2 separate regions of the Sus scrofa genome follow, and region 1 is linked to region 2. A link is a contact called in public Hi-C data. All regions are on one chromosome and are shown on one strand. The core of a region is the stretch at or near the end of the contact, and the rest is flanking DNA. Distances in the headings are between cores, read along the strand shown. Region 1 holds the start of GDPD5 (glycerophosphodiester phosphodiesterase domain-containing protein 5). Region 2 overlaps ARRB1 (beta-arrestin-1).

Region 1 (4,100 bases), core at 827-3,326, 200 kb after region 2:
GGGTCCCCAGACTGGGTCCCCTTCCCCCCCAGAACAAGAGCCCACAGAGTCCATGCCAAGCACTCTTTCTCAACACCCCTCCCCCTGCACAGCCCCGGGGGGCAGCAGAACAAGCCCCTGCCTGGGAGTCCAGGTACCTGGGGCTGTGCCCCCAGCCCTGGCAGCCCCCGCCCTGAGAACTTGGGCGAGCCCCTCCCCTCCTGCACCAGAGGTGTCTTGCAGGTTCCCCCGCCCAGGAGAGGCTGAGGTCAGCCTCGGGTCTCGTCCCAGCACCAGCCACAGAGATTCTCACAACAGCCTCGCACGTGGTCACCCGGACCTCACAACCTCACATCAGGGGTGGGCAAACCCCAGCCACCCACCAAGAAGATGCTAACTGGGAGGAGGAGTGGACACTCTGAAGGATGTTTAGGATCATCTTCTCAGGCACCCTGCTGGCTCAACTACATGCTTGCTTTAGGACCTCGACAACTGGCACCCCCTGTCCCCCGGCCTCAGCGGCCTCCTTGCTAACGTGAAGGGTGTGAGCTGGGTGGGTGCTGAGGGGCCCCATTTCCTACAGCTCTGATGGGCTCTGACGTGGAGCCCTCCTCATTGCATTCTCCCAGCAGATAAGCAGCGTCTTGGGGCTTCCAGAGTGTCTCAGAGACCCCGGGGTCTGACCCACGGGGGACAGGGGCAGCTGCTCTCTGTCAGGGAGGGAAGCCTGGGAAGCTTCCACCTCCGTCCTCCACTCCGGATCACCTTTCCTGGGAAGTGACACGGCCAATGGATGAGAGGGAAAGGGGCCAGGAAAAGCCGCGTCCCTGGCCTGGGGATCAGCTCCCCGATGCCCCACCTTGACCCCTCCCCCATCTCCTGCCTGGCGGCCCCGCACTTCCTTTCTTCTCTCCACTCTCAGCTCCTTTCCCTCTCCAGCCTAACGTTCCTCCCCAGTCTCAGTCCTCGAGGAAAGCGAGCGGGGCTAATTAACCTCGTTGAACCTCACTTTCCCCATCTGCAAGCGCCGGTACCAGCACACAACACCTTTCATCACTCAGAGTGATAGCGGGCCGTTTGAAGGATCATTTGCGCAAGGGTGGGGCGCGGACCCGCACACAATGGGCGCTCAATAAGTGCCGGTTGGCTCCCTTCCCCCTCCTCTCCCCGCGCCCCTCCTAGCCAGCTGCCGGCGCAGCTAGCGCCCGGTGCACGCCCGCAGGTGGCCCCGGCGCTGCCCAAACTGGGTCGGAGGCCGCCCGCGCCCGGCATCCGGGGCTCTCTCACCTGCAGCACTCGGCTCTCCCCTGTGTTTTCTTCGGGGCAAGCGCTCAGCCCCTCGCCCGGGGCGGCAGGAAGGTGGCTGCTTCGTCTCACAGCACCAGCCCAGTCCGGTTCAGTCCGACGGGCCAGCCCGCCTGGGACCCCTCATAGGGCTCTGGGCCCGGGTCGGGGCTTCCTGGACGTTAGCACCGCACCAAATCCGAAGCACCGGGGCAGAGGCAGCTGAAGGTCCGGGCTCCTTTGCACTCAGACGGAGGGGTGGGGGCACCCTGCCTTAATCCCGGGCGGAGGGCTAGGGGCTTCGGCACACACTAGAGAAAGGCTGGGAAGGAGCCGGTAATCCCAGAGCCGTGTGGTGGGCCAGGAGCGTCCCGCCCTGGTGCACTGGATCAGGGTCAGGGGTTTGAGGCGTCCCGGCCACACGCCCCGGACCGCGGAGCGCAGAACCGGGCTGGGGTTGGCGGGGCAAGGCAGGGCGCGGGCGAGAAGACGCGGAGCCGCGGCGGCTGGAGCCCGGTAGAGAAGTCTTCCTAGGTCCGGACTCGGCTCGCTCTGCAAAATGGGGCGGTCCTCGGCGTGGCAGCTGACTCCAGAGCTCACAGCCGCGGCTCCACTTCCTCCTCTTCTCCCGGCTGGCCCGCCGCTCGCTCAGCCTCGAGCCGCAGCCGCTGCCACCGCCGCTGTCAGCCCCGCCGCCCACCCCCACAGGAGCTGCCGCAGGAGCCTGAGCCGGAGTCGAGCAGAGCCGAGGCAGCGCCGCCCAGCGCCGGAGCGCCGGCCAACGCGGCCCCGCCCGAATTGGGGCGGGGTCACCCGAGGCCACGCCCTCGCCCGGCCACAGGCAAGGGGCGGGGCGCACTCCAGATCCCCTCCCCCCGTCCCGCGCTGTCGGGCCACGAGGGCCAATGGGAGAGTGGGAAAGGAGCGGAGCTCTGCGGAACGTGGAGTCTACCTCGGAGAGGGCGGGGCAGAGATGGAGAGGTGCGGCCGGAGAGGACAATGGATCCGGGTGATAGAGGTTTAAAGAGCTGGGCGTGTGGCGAGGGTATCCTGGGGACCCGGATAGAGGAGAAGTGGTGAGCTCCGGTTTGTCTGGGACACAGCGGTGGGGAAGTCAAGGGGTAGGAACAGGGGTCGGGGTGGGGAAAAAAGAGGCCGGATGGAGGCCAGATGCGTTATCAGAGGTAGTGGAGTCCAGGGAGAGTGGAGCCCTCGGAACCGGTGAGACACGCCCTCACAGCACCCCAGTACCTTCTCCCTCTGCGGCCTCTAGGGCTCATCGCGAGGAGATGAGGGTTGGATGCCGTGAAATATTCTGATTTCAGGTTTCGGGAAAAATAAGCAGTCAAGAGCAAAAGTGTGTGAGGACAGCACACTCCTTGAATCTTGATGTTTCTACCCTGTGCTCCTCCCCTCCCCGGCCCCAGAGCCTTGGGACAGGAGCTAGGCTTGCATAAGGCGGGACACAGGGCAGGTCTTGGATGGTTTTCGGGATTAAATGAATGAGTGTTGAGTGTCCTGTAGGGGCCATGGGAACGCCACTAATGGGCCTGGCAAGTGAAGGAATGGAGGCGGCACAGTACAAGCTTCCCGAAGCCTCACCACCAGCCTTATGCAGTAGGTACCCCATTTCAGCGATGAGGCCACCAAAGCAGAGAGGAGCCAAATGATGTTCCCAAGACCATAAGCTGGGATAGGATTCCACCCACTCATCACTATTACATTCTAGGACAAAGCTGTGTGGCTTTGAACAGGTTGCTCAACCCCTCTGAGCCTCTGGTTCCTCGTGTATAAAAGGGAAATAGAGATGTTGCGACTTGGCAGGGACTGGCCAGCCACCAGGCTTCAGAGGAGGGAGGGAAGGGTCTTCCTGGCAGAGGAAGCAGCACATGCAAAAGCATGGAGTCTGAAAGGATGCTTCTGGGGACCCCTGGCCTATTCTGGGGGGATTGGGAGAGGCTTCTCTCAGGGAGGGACAGGCAGACTCAGGCCAGAAGTCAGGGGTTAGCTAGCTTGGGAGGGAACCTCTGTCTGCACAGAGGCCACCCTGGGCAGAACCCCGGGTGTGGGGAAGGGCGCTGCTCTGTTGAAGAACCCGGCCAAGTTCAGGGTGGCTGTGGACCTCCCAGAGAAGAGACAGCAGAACAGATGGGAAGAGGCGGGTGGAGCCAGACAAGGAGATAGATGACCTTTTTCTAGGGGCCAAGAACTGTGTTGAGATCTAGCTCACGACCCTGAACCTCACAGGGGTTTGCCGAGGTCCCAGCTTTAAAGCCCCTGGGTCTGGGAGTTCTCACTGTGGCTCAGCCACAATGAGAATCCGGCAGCTGCAGCTCGGATTCAACCCCTAGTCGGGGAACTTCCATATGCTGCAGGTGTGGCCCTAAAATATAAATAAATAAATAAATAAATAAATAAATAAATAAATAAATAAATAAAGCTCCTGAGTCTGGACTCACTGGGTATCAGAGGGGGCCCCTGGCCCTGGGAAGATTTTTAAGCCAGGCGTTGACATGGGAAAGGCAGCACTTTGTAGGGAAACTGGGGAGCAGGAAAACACTTAAAGCCCACAAGGGGCAAATGGTGTGAAGGGCCGGAGTCCTCTGTGAGGCCTGGACCCAGAGCTCCGTCCCATCCCCTCTCCAGAGCGCACCTGCCTGAGAGTGCCGTTGGGAGAACAAGAGAGAGGGTGAGCTGGAGGCTGAAGTCCAGAATGGTAGAGGTGTGGGGTGGGACGGGGTGCCCTCCCCTGGCCAAGCCCAGGAGTGGGGGGTGGGGAGGCTGGCCCTAGGAAGCTCACCTGGTGGCTGTGGCTGGAGGGCTCCAAAGCTGTTTTG
Region 2 (3,903 bases), core at 813-3,312:
CCCTGTGGTCCTCAGGCTGGGGGCGGAAGCTCCTACCGAGGAGTCCCAGAGGCCCCGAGAGCTGGGATCCGAGGCTTCCGCCCCGGGGAGAGAGCCCCCACCCCCCGCCAAGCCCGAGCCCCCTACCTCCTTATCCAGGGAAGCCTCTAGATGCAAGGGCTTGTCCGACATGAGGAACTGCCTGGTGGTCTCGGCGGTGGGCTGGGGGCCGGGCCTCTCCGGGGCATACTGCACCTTCCGGATGACCAGACGCACGGAGTTCCTAGAGGGGATGGCAGAGCAGAAGACACCACGGTCACCTGCCGCCACCCCTTGCCCTGCGACCCTCACATCCCTCTCTGGCCTAAGAGGCTGCCATGGCTCCCGCGGCCTTGGAACCTGGTCCAAAACCCAGAGGTGGGCATGTGGCCTTGACACCATCTGGTCCCCCTTCAAGCCCCTCCGTCTCGTCCCCCAGCTCCCCCTACTTTCTCACTATCGCCCCTGATAGTCTGTCTTATTTCTTTCCTTTTCTTTTCTTTTTTTGTTCTTTTAGGGCTGCACCTGCGACCTATGGAGGGCTCCAGGCGAGGGGTCGAATCAGAGCTGTAGCTGCCGGCCTACACCACAGCCACAGCAAATGAGATCGAAGCCATGTCTTTGACCTACACCACAGCTCACGGCAACGCCGGATCCTTAACCCCCTGAGCGAGGCCAGGGATAGAACCTGCGTCCTCATGGATGCTAGTCTGGGTTCATTACCGCTGAGCCACGTCGGGAACTCCCTATCTGGTCCTATTTCTGAAGCTTTGCTTACGCTCAGTCCCAGCCTATAACATCCCCTTCCAGCTTCCGCCCTCATCCGCTTCCTTCCCCGAGGTCAACTGACCTTCCTTCCTCAAGGTCAACTGCTCTGAACTCCTACCACATCAGGGGCCAAGCCATCCCGTGGCAGCACGTTATGTGGCTCTGTGTCTTGGTAGCCAGCAGGATGCTAAGAAAGCGACTATGTTTCACTTCCTGCGTCCCCATGGCACCTAAGAACGTGAGCTCTTTCAGGATAGACGTTTCTGTCTAAATCGTTGACTGCTATGTTCTCAGTACCTACGACAACGCCGGCCGCCATGTACTGAATACCTGCTGAGTATTTATTAAATAAAAATGTGCACGGGGACAAGGGCCCCAGGAAGAACGGGGGCTTGAGGAGGTGATGAGTTCAGGGAAAGGACGCATATGCAGTCAGGCGACGAGGACCAGTAAAGGAGATAAAGACTCAGTGAGATGAGGGTGGCCCGGCGACGGGGCTCAGGGAGGACAGCAGGACAGGCAGTCTCCGTGGGGGCTGGGTGTGCTGGCATCCCTGATTCTCAGAGAAGCCACCTCCGTTCCCTGGAGCCAGACAGCCAGGATTCAAGTCCTAGCCCTCCCCTTACTAACGGCATGACCTTGAGTAAATGAACCCCTGGGCCTCAGTTTCCTCATCTGTAAAATGGCGACAATGGCAGGACCCTCTTCTTACGCTTGCTGTGTGGATTAAATTAGCTCGTACGTGTCCATCACTTTGAACTGTGTCTGGTGTATAATAAGCTCTTGATAAGTGCGAGCTGCTGTATTATGTTAAGGGGTAACTCTGGCGTGGCTTTAAAATGTCCCATGGGTGCAGGTTGAGAGTGCTGGCTCTCAGGGCTGCCTCCCCCGCCTTGCTCTGGCTAGACCCCCTACCACAACCTACAACCCCCTTCCTTTTTCCTGGTCTCAGGTCTTCAGAAGAAAAAGGGTACAGAGAAGCAGAGGAGACGGGTTCCCTCTCGCCACGCACATGAGCTGCCAGGCTGGAGTGGGAGACGCCTGCAATGCCACATGTAACCACCAGGTGGCAACTTGGCCCACTCACCAAGGGGTTGCAGCGCCGGTGACTGGGGGCAGGGGCTGCAGAGTTGCTGGCTAAGCCCTTCCAGGAGGCCAAGCGCAGTCTGAGCCCAGGAGGGGCAGGTATGGGAGCGGGGCTGGGCAGCTCACCCCAGAGGTAAGGGCCAGCTACTCCCGGCAGCTGGTCTGGGCTTTCTGTCCAGCCAGGGCTGTGTCTCTCCAGTAAAATGCTTCCCTCCTCTGAGACAAGGCTGACCTCCTCCTCTCTCTGCCCTGGGCAGCTTCACCTTCTCCACTTCCCTCCTTTGCTCAGGGGCCTCCACGGACACAGCTCCCTCCCCTCCCCCCCGACCCCCCTTGCCACCCCCAACCCCCTGCTGATGGCCTCCCAAGAGAACTGGGAAGTTGGGCCAGAATGGCAGGGGAAACATCTTGCTCACTGTTGAAAACAATCTGAATTTCAGGTTTTTTCCAAAACAAATTAAAGGACACGAAGTCTGGAGAGGAAGAGATTAGAGGCAGGGAGATGAAGGAAGTGGGTACAGAGTGGTGCCAAGGACAAAGCGCTGAGGCCTGAGCCAGAGCAACGGAGCCACCTCCTCCAGGAAGCCCTCCCGACCTGCCAGCCTTCCCCTGTGCCCTCTGCAGAGTTCCCAAGGCTGGAATGCAGCCCCTCCTCACACACTTCCAGGCATTGTTCCTTCTATCCTCTTCGGACTTTTCCGATCCTGTCTCCCCCGACGGCCAGCAGGCAGCCCACACCCAGGCGGCCGAAGCTGCCTCTCCTCACCGCTTGTGGATCTTCTCCTCCAGGTTCTCTGCACAGAAGGCTTTTACTTCGTAGTCCACACCGCAGGCCTGTGGGGAAGGGTTTCTGAGCACAGGGCCTTGGAGAGGGCAGGCTCCTGTGGGCACGGCTGGCCTGCCCTCATTTACCAAGGCCACGGGACAGGAACACATGTTCCCACAGCCTGAGCCCTCTCGTGCACCGTGCACTGCGCTGCAAAGGAAAAAGTGCAGGGCTGCCTCCCCCATCCGACCCTCCCACGGAGCTGCTCCCTGACCGGCTCCTCTGAAGACTCCTGTCCACATCGAGGCAGCCGCCCAGCAAGGACAGCGGGACCTCGGCAGCCCCGCGCAGGGAGCGCCGCCTGCACGCGGACCCCGCACTGACCGCTGTGCCCTTCAGCATTCACTCCACCCTCCGGACACGCCACAAGGCAGGTCCCATCACCTCCATGTCGCAGATCTGAGGCCTGAGAGGTTCTCCGAGCCTCAGTCTCCCCCCCTGAGAAATGGTGATGGGTGCACCTCCACACAAGGTTGTGAGGCCCGACCGTTGTCCAGAGAACATTCTGCAGCCAACACCGAAGGGCAAGTGACTCAGGAGAGGCCCTGGGCACATCACTGAGCCAGGGGGCAAGGATGATACCATACCTGTCGCCCCATCTGAAAAGACTCCTCATCTGAGGTGGGATCAGCCTGGTCTAGACACAGGAGGTGTCTACAGGGAGGGTTCCAGCACCCCCAGAGAGAAGGTGGGGACTGGGGACACAGCGTCCTGGACCCAGAGAGATGCTCCCTTGGGGGGACCCACCTTCCCTGTGTCTTCAGGCCCCGGCTGCAACGTCACAGAGCATGGGAGGTTCGGAGGGATCTGTGAAGAGGACAGACGGACCTGTCACATTCACCTCGGGCCTCCCTGGGTCTCCGCCCCCACCCCCACCCCCCATTCATCAGAGCAGGGGCCCCTCAGGACAGGCTCCTTCCATCAGACTAGGGAATTCAGAGGACAGGCCACGTCTCCGCCATCAGACCACGCCGGGCCACGCCCCGTGTGAGACCAGAGGTCCCTCCAGCAAAGCCAAGAATTTCAGTGCTTTTCTTTATCTAAGGGTTTAGCCCAGCACAGGCCCCACAGAAGGAGAGCGGCAAAGGTCTTTCCAAGAAGTCCGCTGTGGTAGGCAGAGAAGTGGCCTCCCCCAGGGGTCTACCTCCTACTCTCCAAAGCCCAGCACTGTTGCCTTAAACGGCCCAAACGACTTTACAGGTGTG

What was found. Hi-C and Micro-C count contacts between places; a contact is called where the count stands out from the background.
Region 1: a contact with region 2 is called in a Hi-C map of liver, with 2.5 times the contacts expected there. The contact joins the promoter of GDPD5 here to the enhancer-like site in region 2. A contact is called at or near these places in 2 of 5 promoter capture datasets (fetal skeletal muscle and liver) and 9 of 47 Hi-C or Micro-C datasets (embryonic fibroblasts, epiblast stem cells, fetal heart ventricle and 6 more).

What each region holds. Positions count from the first base shown.
Region 1 is chr9:9,736,110-9,740,209 of Sscrofa11.1, forward strand. GDPD5 (glycerophosphodiester phosphodiesterase domain-containing protein 5) reads right to left here and starts at 2,077. Exons shown (of 18, transcript XM_021062519.1): 1 at 1,267-2,077.
Region 2 is chr9:9,535,604-9,539,506 of Sscrofa11.1, forward strand. It overlaps ARRB1 (beta-arrestin-1), which reads right to left. Exons shown (of 15, transcript XM_021062515.1): 6 at 3,446-3,505; 7 at 2,639-2,706; 8 at 127-262. Among named protein-coding and RNA genes, the nearest start is that of TPBGL, 35 kb to the left of the region's middle. Within about 2 kb of position 2,063, at least 22 of the 83 cell types and tissues checked have an H3K27ac peak or open chromatin away from gene starts, as enhancers often do. A contact at or near this core is called in liver, omental adipose tissue, retroperitoneal adipose tissue and 1 more, where this site is marked.